2 separate regions of the Sus scrofa genome follow, and region 1 is linked to region 2. A link is a contact called in public promoter capture Hi-C data. All regions are on one chromosome and are shown on one strand. Each heading gives the region's core, a stretch centred on a gene start, on an enhancer-like site or on the middle of the called end of the contact. The rest is flanking DNA. Distances are from core to core; before and after follow the strand shown. Region 1 holds the start of USP8 (ubiquitin carboxyl-terminal hydrolase 8). Region 2 holds the start of AP4E1 (AP-4 complex subunit epsilon-1).

Evidence for each region. Promoter capture Hi-C pulls out the DNA fragments that hold promoters and counts their contacts.
Region 1: a contact with region 2 is called in a promoter capture Hi-C map of liver, with 7 times the contacts expected there. The contact joins the promoter of USP8 here to the promoter of AP4E1 in region 2. A contact is called at or near these places in 1 of 5 promoter capture datasets (liver) and 2 of 2 datasets of contacts at active chromatin or transcription factors (alveolar macrophages and skeletal muscle).

The regions. Positions count from the first base shown.
Region 1 is chr1:121,372,736-121,378,527 of Sscrofa11.1, forward strand. It overlaps USP8 (ubiquitin carboxyl-terminal hydrolase 8), which reads right to left and starts at 3,419. Exons shown (of 21, transcript XM_021095635.1): 1 at 3,262-3,419.
Region 2 is chr1:120,943,090-120,949,267 of Sscrofa11.1, forward strand. It overlaps AP4E1 (AP-4 complex subunit epsilon-1), which reads right to left and starts at 2,956. Exons shown (of 21, transcript XM_001924871.7): 1 at 2,720-2,956; 2 at 531-602. The coding sequence starts at 2,869.

The DNA.
Region 1 (5,792 bases), core at 2,169-4,668, 430 kb after region 2:
CAATAGGAAGATGACAATTTCCAGCTGCTATCACCATGTTAAGTTATGTAATTCCTAATCTACCAAAATTATGAGGAATCATTTTCATTTTAAAAATTTTGCAATTAAGAAATTAAAATAAAACCCTCAGGAGTTCTACACTCACAGCTTTTCAATTTACTTATAAAACCACTGCCATTGAAATTGGTATTACAATGCATATAATTTCATTTCACTATATTAGGAAGCCTTGTAGGACAAATATCATATAATATCGCTTATACAAGAAACCTAGAATAATGATACAAATGAACTTATTTACAAAACATAAAGAGACTCATAGACATAGAAAACAAACTTATGGTTACCAAAGGGGAAAGGTGGGGGAAGGATAAATTTGCAATTTGGTATTAACAGATACATACTACTATATATAAAATAAATAAACAAGGACCTACTTAGCACAGGTAACTATAGTCAACAGCTTGTAAGATCCTATAATGGAAAAGATATGAAAAAGATTTTATATATATATATGTAAATAAGCATACCTATACATATATATGTGTATGTCTGTGTGTGTATATATATATATACTGAAGCACTCTGCCCAATACATATAAATAAGCATATACACACACACGTATATATACATATACTGAAACACATATAAATAAGCATATGTATATACACACACATATATGTACTGAAACACTGTGCAGTACACCTGAAACACTATAAATCAACTGTTCTTCAACTTAAAAAAAAGATATGCAAGTCCACATCATTACTGGTACATTTCAGAGAATTCAGTATTATAAAAGACTAAACTAATGTGTTGGAAGAGCCCGGATTTAGCTATCTTAACCCTAACTTTATTCACTATACATAAGTACTGTGTTACTGGAATTAGTATGATTATAAATATATAATTGCAAATAAGTTTAATATTTCATCATTTACTACTAATAAATTTTATATCATGAAAGTATTATAGGTCTTAGTCCCATTTTCTACTCTTTGTCATGTGACTTTGGGTAAATTCCTTAAATCCTCCCAACACCACCACTGCCATTCCCCAGTTTATTTTCATCTGCAAAACAGGAAAAATCCATCTGCTTCTAAAGAGTTTTCAAAAGCATCAAATGAAAAAATATACATATGGAAAAGTGCTCTGAAAATTGTAATGTACACTGAAATGACTAAAGAAATCAAAACTGTAACTTATTCTTCATCTACTGTTAAATCCAAACATTAGTTTAAAACAACTTTTTCAACAAAATTATGGTATGCTAAATATGGCCACAAATTCTTTGGCATTTTCCCCTTCAAAAGGTAGAGGGTCAAAGGGGAAGGCTCTTACTGCTCTAACCAAATGAGTATGTTAGAAGTAATGCTGTGCCAAATTCTGGTCCAGGCTTTAAAAGGCTTTAAGAGAAAGCTTCCACTTTCCGACTCTTCAAATACTTGCTTTTAGAACTCATCCTCCATGCTTTGACATGTCAAAGATGCATAAAGAGACTGGTGCATGCACTCCAACTGACATCTCCAGCTGAACTCTCAGACAGTATCAACTGCCATCCATGCGAATAAACCATCTAGGATGTGCAGCCCAGGTGAGCTTTCAGATGACTCCAACCCTAGCTGTGTACCTGACGACGAATACATGAAACCCTAACTAAGAACCAACCAGGTGAGTCCACTCAGCCCACAGAAACATGAGAATAAACTGTAGTTTTAAGCCACTTTGTTTTAGAGTGATTTGGTATACAGTAATAGGCAGTGGGGACAATAACCAAGATTTGTTTTTAAAGACTCAATAATATCTAATTTTATTAGCAGCTCATATTTGATGAACACTTCTCCCCCTTTCATCTCTACAAAACCAAGTATATCTTCATGAAGAAAAGTTCATAATAAAATATAGTGCTAGACATTTTATGGGAAAAAAATCTGATGTGCTAACTCTTACTTTACAAAAGCCATATTGGTTCTTTCCCATTATATTCACATTAATAAAGACCATAATGATTGATAAAGTTCAAGTAAATACATTAAAAAATTAAATTCTAGAAAGATATCTTTAAAGTATTTTTGTTTTTCTGTTTTCTCAAAGACTACAATGAATACTTGTGTGCAATTAATGTATATTTATATCATTAATGACAGGTTGTTGTTGTCTTTTACTATACAATCCTTACTATCTAATTTAAAAGATGCATCTAATGTGTCACAAGAAAAGGAATACACATTTCAACATGATAAAGACATAGCACAAGCTACGGCACCTTTCAGATAAACTGATCCAGTACTCTGGGGTCTGAGAAACTATCTAAATTCATCATGAAAGACATTGAACAATGAATCAAACAGAATCTGTTGAAATACAAAATCTGCTTACACAGCAAAGCTACAGAGCAAGCCTAGAAGAGGAACACTTCCTTAACAAAAATCACTTGACATTTTTCATGGCTCCAGTAGGAAGTATTCAAAAATTAAGATGCTCGCAGATGCAGAAAAAGTAAAATCCTCAGTTCGGCATCGCCTACATCTGAAACCCTCAGAGCTCTTTAACAAATATTAAATTCCTTAGGCTCTGCAACACCTCTGTCTTCAGGTAAATTTTTTTTAGTGATTAAGTGATTTGCTTCAAGGTCACAAAATGTACTGGAGGTAAGAAACAAACCCAAAAGTGTGGTCTGCAGCTTTCTGTCTAAATTCTGGGTTCTGGTATTTTCCAAGGTGGAGTGGAGGTGAAATTAACTTGTTTCACACCTCTAGTAGAGAGGCCACATTTTAGGAAAGAAAAGATTTTACTTGGGGAGTCGCAGTTTTAGTTTTGATGAGCTCATTGATTCTTTAAACTCCTACTTGGAATTCACTAAAACCAAGTTTGACAGGATCAGAGGAAGGACTGGAAAACACTCTAGAAGGTTGTATTAAGGCCTGGGAAGATAGCCCAACAGCAGAAAATCTGAAAACAGAGGCAAGAGGGACGAGGTCAAAGTCGGACTGAGCGTTCAAGAAGGTGGAAGAATGGTCAAGGCCACCTTCTAAGACCGGAAAACCTGAGCCCACACGAAACTCGCTGGGCAACTCTAGGTGGGCACCAGCAAAGACTCAGGGTAGGGCCCTTCCTCCAAATGCGGATTCTACGTTCGAGCTGTCCCACCCTTCTCCGAAGACAGGGGTTGTCTCCCGGGTGACCAGCAGCTGGTGGAAGGGGGTTCACTGAGAAGAGCTTCCGGAGGAATAAAAACCAGGATCCAACCCCTCACTCACCTTGGCGCACGGCGCGCTTCACAAATGCCAGCCGCCTTGCCAAAGGCCCATCTCCCACCAAACCGAGGAAGAATCGCTAACCCGACGGAAGCCAGACCAGCTCATCCCCTTTTCCCAATTTGCACTGCGTTACGACGCGTCGCTGCTCTGACGTCACGCAGGGGCGGGGCTGCGCGCGCGCGCTCTCACTGCTAGTTCCTTCCCATCCCGGTCACCGCCTGTGAGAGGGTATGGGAGGGCGGAGGAGGGCTGAGGCGGATGTTTTAGATGGGCAGTATGGGTACGGACCAGGCTACGCTGAGCTGAGGCGAGCTGGCCCGCCCATCCCCTGCGCTCTGTATTTCTCGGGCTTAGATCTGTTACCCTGGTGTTACTCGCATCGTGGGTTTTGCTGCGGAGGAAGCATGGCTGCTTTTAACGCCTGAGCTACGTCTCTTCCTCTTCTAATTGGAGATGTAGGGCTTACAAGAAAAGGAATTTCAATTTCCTCTAATTCTGGCTAAAAGTTTCGCCTCTGGTAAGGGAAGAATGAACACGATCCTAAAAATCATATTATGTATGCATATAAAACGTTAACCAAAATTCTAGTCTTACAAAAACTAAACGAGAGGCCTGAACTTTTTCACAAGGTGATCTTTGTATGCTCGTAGAAATGGTGATTAAATACTCCAATTAGACCATAAATTTAAACAAATTTGGTTGGAGTTTTTGGCCGTGGTCACTAAGCTCCCAAGGACAGTCCAAGTGTCTAATGGATGGAAAAGCTGGAAGGCGGGGTATAGTAAGTGTGTTAAGTGAAAGTGTGTACCAAATAGGTGTTCAATAAATTTGTAATGAATAAATGACACCTAAAGCAACAATGTGTCACATATAGTAGTCTTTCCATTAATGTTAATTTCCTTTACATCATAATGAAGTACCTGCAAAAACATGGTAACTCTTTTAAACTCAAGCTATACACTTTCCCAAGAGATTTAAAACCGATAGAATATGAAGTATACTATACCACCTGAGTATACTATACCACTACTAACTAGGAAACCTTAGAAAAAAATTTCATAACCATGGGGGGAAAATCACAGCTATTGAGGGTGGATCTTAAGAAAGTAAACTGGGAATTCCCGTCATGGCGCAGTGGTTAACGAATCTGAGTAAGAACCATGAGGTTGTGGGTTCGATCCCTGGCCTTGCTCAGTGGGTTAAGGATCTGGTGTTGCTGTGAGCTGGGGTGTAGGTCGCAGACGCAGCTCGGATCCCGCGTTGCTGTGGCTCTGGTGTAGGCCGGTGGCTACAGCTCTGATTCGACCCCTAGCCTGGGAACGTCCATGTGCCAGGGGAGCGGCCCAAGAAATGACAAAAAGACAAAAAAAAAAAAAAAAAAAGAAAGTAAACTGGTTGTTGGTTGTTTGCTTTGTGTGTGTATGTATGTCTGCTGAGCACCTTGATGAATTTGAGTATGCAAAGAAAAAGCCAGAGCAGAGTTTGGAGTGGGAACCAAACAAAGAAGGAAGAATTTGGGGTTCTCTGAAGACAATCTTAGAAGACCCTAGAAATATGAAGTGATAAAGAAAAAAGCTCCTAAGAATGAATCAACCAATGAAGAGTCTCCTATTGTGGGCTGGCAGAAAGGTTTTAATAAATAAGACTCGTTAACATTCACATAAAGTTTTTTGTTGCACTGATGTAATTGCCCCAATTCTGACCACCACTCTCCCAGTAAGTAGAATTCCCCAACTTCCTTAAAGCATCAGTCAAGTTTGCTAAAGCACATACCATTTGCTTTAGTTTTTTTTTAAATTAATAAATTCCCACATGTGGATCAACAGGTGTGGTAGAGAAACCAGATACAAGATGAAGGATGATTCTAAAACTGAACTGAGTTGGTGAAAGCATGAAAAAACAAGGACATCTCTAGGAAATTCACAGAAATCTGGGTATGGGCTCTGGATTTCTCAAAACTAGTGGAATGAAAGTTCTTACAGACCCAGGTTACCTAGATGAAACTATGCTTATTGAATTGAATTATAAACCCTAACTCTTGTTCAAATATGTGTTGTAACAAATGAGGCAACAGTTATCTATGGTTCCTAGAATGCAAGTAATGGTCACCAGGTCTTTAAAAGGCATAGCCTATATTTGACCATAGCTTTGATCTCCACCATAAGCAGTAGTCCAAAACAAACTGTAACAGATTCATTCCTCATCCATTCAAGAAGTATCTACTGCAGATCCCATCGTGGCTCAGTGGTTAACAAATCCAACTAGGAACCATGAGGTTGTAGGTTCGATCCCTGGCCTTGCTCAGTGGGTTAAGGATCTGGTGTTGCTGTGAGCTGTGGTGTAGGTCACAGACGTAGCTCAGATCCCGAGTTGCTGTGGCTGTGGTGTAGGCCAGCAGCTACAGCTCCGATTAGACCCCTAGCCTGGGAACCTCCATATGTCATGGGTGCAGCCCTAAAAAGACAAAATACTACTGAATATGTGTACCATGCAAGGGATTGTTTTATTTGTTTTTTTCTTTTTGGCCATGC
Region 2 (6,178 bases), core at 1,706-4,205:
AGGCCAAAAAAAAAAAAAAAAAAAAAAAAACCCTACTAAATACTGGAGTTCCCCACTGTGGCACAATGGATTTAGAATCCAACTGTAGTAGCTCAGGTCGCTGCAGAGACATAGGTCAGATCCCCAGCTAGGCACAGTAGGTTAAAGGATTCGGCATTGCCACAGCTCTGGCACAGGTCAAAGCTGCAGCTCAAATTCAATCCCTGGCCCAGGAACTTCCATATGTCATGGGTGTGGCCATAAAAAAACAAAACAAAAAAAAACAGTAAAATTAGCACTGGAGTCCCAGGAGTATTGCTACATTTATGTAACTATCATCATGTTGGCACTGAATTGACATCAGTAAAGCAAGTCTTGCTCTGGTACAGCCAGTCAGTAACAAAAGGCTAATGTATGACTTGTTACCATCATAACTGATTTTGACTGTGATAAGTTAGATTTCAGCAACTGATCAAATAATGCCACTACTGAGTCCATAGTTGACCAAATTTCAAATTCAAAATGTGCTGGCACTGACTATGCAAACTCACCAGAGTTGTAGTAGGAGCAGAAACCATTGCTTTCAGGTTATTCAGTTCCTGCTGGATTAACTTCTCTTCCTCCTGAAAAAGGTAAAATATTTAAATGCATGAATAACTGTCTTTTTAAACTGTAACAGCATTTTTCATGGGAAAATAAAACATGATATTTTCCCATAAAAAAGAAAAATTATTTTTAAGGAGAGTTATAAAAATTATGTGCTTAAGATTTGCCTAAAGGCATTTCTCCAACCTTCAGAATCATTCCTGAAAAGAAAAAATATTTCCAGGCTAACCCACCATTCTTCTTTTCTTCACTCAGTTACTTTTCCCCTAAGGATGATTTAACAACAACAAAAAAAGGTTTCCAAAAAAAATTAACAACGGAGAGAAAGTAGAAAAGAAATTCTTCATGTAGTGGCCCAGGAAAAAGGTTCTCACACCTCCTTCTTCAGGGAAAAGAGAAAAAGGGTAAGATGACAGAAACAGAAACTGATCTTTTTCCATTAACCTGTATTTTTCTTCCCTTTTTCTTCTTATTCTTCACATACTTTCCCTCACTTCCCATCTCTCACACACACAGTAAATATATCTATATGGTCACCTCTCCTGTCTGCATTAACTATTGGCCACAAGTGTGGCCAATATAAATCTATCTTTAACTTACACGTCGGATTGGCAGATGCCCATTAGGTGACTAACCAAGATTACCAGTGAAGTACTGCCACACTTAGATACTTTATGTACAGTTTTAAGCTGCAATTTAAAACCAAAAATAGTAGTTCCCATAGTGGCGCAGCAGAAACAAATCTGACTAGTATCCATGAGGATGTGGGTTAGATCCCTGGCCTTGCTCAGTGGATGGGGAATCCAGCGTTGCCATGAGCTGTGGTGTAGGTCACAGACAGAGGCATAGCAGTTTGCTATGGCTGTGGCCGTGGCCAGCAGCCACAGCTCTGATTCAACCCCTAGCCTGGGCATTTCCATATGCTGCAGGTGCAGCCCTAAAAATCAAAATAAAGAAAGAAAGAAAAACAAAAATAACTTATCTCATTCGCTATCTCATAAAAATTAGCAAAGAACAAAATGTCAAGACAATATTGAGAGTTCCCTAGTGGCCTAGTGGTTAAGGATATAGTGTTGTCACTGCCGTGGCACAGGTTCGATCCTTGGCCTGGGAACTTCCACATGCTATGGGTGCAGCCAAAAAAAAAAAAGACCCCAAAGACAATTTTAAGTTCACAAATAATGTTTTTTGACAGTGAAGCAGACCCTCTCTAGTACAGTATCATCTAACTTCAGTTTAAAAAGGATATTTTAAAGCCTTAGAGCACTTTGAAGGAAAACCTTCTTTCCCTCTTTGTCTTTTCTTCTCTCCTGACACTTATATTTCATTGTATATTGCTTATACTTGTCTATGTGGAGATGAATGACCAATTCTTTGGGAAAAGGAAACATTTTTTACACTATTTTCTCAGGTTCTAACACATAGCCTCTTCCATAAATATCTTTTGAAGAAACTGGCATATCACATGATCTTTTAAGATACAAAATCCTTGAAGCTCTGAATCAGTATCTTACACAACCGGTGCAACTATCAAAAGTCTGTGGGAACTTAGTTACTTCCATTACAACCGCTCCTTTTCCATCTAAGCAGAGACTTACTCAGCAAATACTACACTTGAGGAGAATTATGCTTTTTATTTGCCCGACTTGTTGGTCTAACCTAAGAACTACAAGTTCCCCGAATATATTAAACAGCAGGTTCTCACAGAAGGGTCTGTTTTAGCGTATGACACGTAGCAGTTTGAAAGACCTGTAAGAGAAAAAGAACCTGAGTAGGAAAGAAACTTTATAGAAGAAAAATGCTGACACTTCCATGGCACCTGGTATTTTTCACACGCTTGATGTCTCATCTAATCCTCGAAACAATCTATGAAATAGGTATTTCTACTTTTCCACTTCAACGCTCAAGAAACATTTAGAGACTCAAAGATTACAGATTTGCTCCAGATAAAAAGTGTCAGGGCCAACCCTGGAAACCCAGCCTCCCAGCTGTCAGTCCGGGCAGGAAAATGACAGACAGACGCTCCTTGAGCCCCGTCTGAGGCCGTTCCTGGAGATTCGCCACCAGACTCGGGCCTTCCAGCGCGGGGGCCTCCTCCGGTCGCTCCTGACCTCCCGGCCCCGAGGGCACCTACGTGCTTAGAGGTGAGCGCGGTGATGCCGCGAACCAGGTTGCCCAGCCGGGAGGAGAATGACGCCTTGGCGGCCGCGGTCCCACCAACCGACTGGTTCTGCAAGAAGAGTCCCGGCAGCGCCGTCAGCGTCTTCTCCACAATGTCGCTCATCGCCGCCGCCCGCTCTCCAGTTGCCGCCCGGCCTCATGCCCAGCCCCGGCCCTGCCGCCCGCCCGGCCTCCGTAGGCACTTCCTGTTTGTTTGAAGAAAAAAGCTTTATTCGCGTCCCGAACGGACAAGCACAGTGTCGTTCTCGAGAGACGCCGCCGGGGGGCGCTGGAGTCCACGACGGAGAGGCCGCCCGTCGCGCCTGCGCAGATGTTGTCCTTCTGTGGAGAAATACGGGACTCTCCGGGTTTCGTTGGCAACCTCAGCGTCCCGTGTCTCATGGGGCCTCCTGAGGTAGCAGCTTCGGGCGGTCCCTCTTCTACTTAGTCTGCCAAAGTCTCGCTTTTCTTTTAGCAGTTTCCGCGCTGCCCGAGAGCTCACCGGGAGATGGACCTTCCTGGCCCTCTTTCGGTCCCTCACTGAGAGACCACCAGGCAGTCCGCCCACCTCCCTCTACCACACTTCCAGGGGCTGAGTGGACACGGGGACCCGGCGTCACGCGCAGCCCCTGGCCCTGGCGGTGCTGGGGACCCTGGTGGTGTTGAATGACAGCTCGACTGTCTTGGGGATTCATCCTGTCGGGTTCAGCGCTCGCCGTGCAGGGGCACTCTTGACCACTGTCCCGTCCCATCCGTGCATCTTCTCGTGGGATTTGGGGAGGCAGCGGAAAAAGGGAAGTGGTCGGGTGTCCACCCTTCGCCCCCGGACTGCTCCTGCTCGGTAGGTCGCAGCTTGAAGGAAACTCTCCCGACCTCACAGACAAGGATGGGTCTCCTGGTCGTATCCCCTCGCAATGCTCAGTTCTTTCCCATTTTAGAACTGAAACAGTTGCCACTACATAAAGATTTAGCTCACTAAACAGAGGATATCTTACTGCTGTTATTCCGGCTTCTATTTGAACGGAATCTAAGACAGTGGTTTTGAGAATGTGGTTTGATGATTTCTGAGAGTCTGTGGGTCCCTAACAGAGGATCCAAAAAGCCAAAACTATATTCATAATACTACCTAAACGTTACTTACAGTTTTCATTGTCATCCTTCTAAAGTGTACAGAGTTTTCAAGAGGATAGATGACTTACAACGGCTCTGTTGGCTGATGAAGTGTGAGCTTGAGCCCCACTCCTGCGTGTTATAGACCCTACTAAGGTTTATGGTATAGCAAGTGCGTTTTCAGAGATTAACTCAGTCTGTCCTCACTGCCTCTAGTGTGTTCTTACAGGCTATCTTCATGATTAAATAAAATCCATATTTTGAGGCAAGACAAATTTAAACATAAAAATTTTCTCTGGGAATTCTTGTTGTGGGTCAGATTTTATACAACTAGTATACATGAGGATATGAGTTTGATCCCTGGCCTCACTCAGTGGTGATTTGAAACAATTGGTCAAATATATAGTCTTATAAGATAATGATTGTAATAGTGTAACTCTAGGTATGGGAAGAAGCAACAAAAGGGTACCATTTCCTGTGTCATAACAGACTAGTATGACAGGCAATCCAGAGGCTTTTGGCTGCTGTTAACCAGGGCCAGTCCTATCCACAAAATAATTGTCTGACCTGGGAATGGATATTCCCAGCACCATGAGACAAATTGGTCACAAAATGACTCCCAAACCTTGGTTAAAATTAGGAACAAAGAGAAGGGATTGTGAAATAAAGAAATGTTGCCCACCACTCACTTCTACAAAAATTAAATCATTAGCCGCTATAATTGCTGACCTGTATTATACCCTGAAAGGAACTCAGGGCAAAGATCAGGATGAGGCATTTTTGCTCTGGAAAACTGACAGAACTGGCCTTCAGATAGTTATATATTTTCAGGAGAAAATTTTATGAACTCAGTTTATTTCATCTTCTTCACTTAGAAAAACACTAAAACCATTTACTAATATATCTGTTCCTTGCAAATGGCAGTAACCTTTTACCCAGATGAGTGCTTGGTTGCACATACCCCTTCACCAAAGTCTCATGTGTACTGGCCTCCCTCTTTACCTCTTTGGAACAGTTTCCAGAGCTCTATGACAGACTGTCTTCTAGGTTTTAATCCTCAGGTTGGCTGGAAAAAAATTCTCCATTTCTCTCTAAGCAAGAATTTTGTTGACATTCATTTATGCTAAATCAGTCCTCATTAATCATCCAATAAATGGTATTTTTGAAATCCTTGACTTTTGTCTATGCAGAAACACAAGAAGAAAGTTCATTTTGTTTACTTGTTTTGCAAGAATACTTTCTAATTTTTTTTTCTTTTTTGTCCATCCCATGGCATATGGAGTTCCTGGGCCAGGGATCAGATCCAAGCCAATAGTTGCAGCCTCTGCTGCAGCTGTGGCAACACCAAATCCTTTAACCCACTGTGCCCATCTGGGGATCAATCATATGTCCTGGTACTGCAGAGATGCCACCGATCCCGTTGCACCTCTGCAGGGACTCCTAATTTATTGAAAACTTTCTAAATAGTTAAATTTCACCTGAAACTGTTATTCTTTTAGAGTTAATATTTTATCCTAAAATAAAATTTTGCTTACAATGTTTTTTTAATTTTAGATTCTTTCGTTGGCTCACAAAAGGGAGATTAGAAGACATGCTCTCTCAATCTCCCACATCTAGAGATGCTGAAAAAGATAACATTAACATCAAAACAAAGGATTCTGACTCAGGTAAAGGGAATAATCTAGATGAGGCTGTAAATAAGAAAGGAAAGTATGACAAAAGCGTCTTTCTTTTCCTTGACTTTAAAAATGATGATTTACCTTGTTTTGTCTTACTCAACAGAACATTTTCAAATACTATTATGGTACAACTTTTCAAACTAGAAATGAAAAACCTCCTGAAGTACCTTACAGATTCAGTTACTATATTGCACTGACTGGAGAAGGGCATCTGATAACTGAGAGACTAGGAAAGGCTGTATATTACTGAGTGAGTGACTGCTAGATGAAAACTTAAATCATGGCAGTGCTGTTTTCCAAAAATGCAGTAACTCACCAAATTAGAAATTTGATTGCAAACGTAAAGACTGAGTTAACATTCTATCTGCAGAATTGCACTGCCTTTAAGATGGATAAAAATTATATATATATATGGAGTTCCCATCATGGTGCAGCAGAAACAAATCTGACTAGGAACCATGAGGTTGCGAGTTTGATCCCTGGCCTCACTCAGTGGGTTAAGGATCCGGTGTTGCCCTGAGCTGTGGTGTAGGTCAGTGGTGTGGGCCAGTGACTACAGCTTTGACTCGACCCCTAGCCTGGGAACTTCCATATGCCATGGGTGCAGCCCTAAAAAGACCAAAAAAAATTATATATGTAAGTAT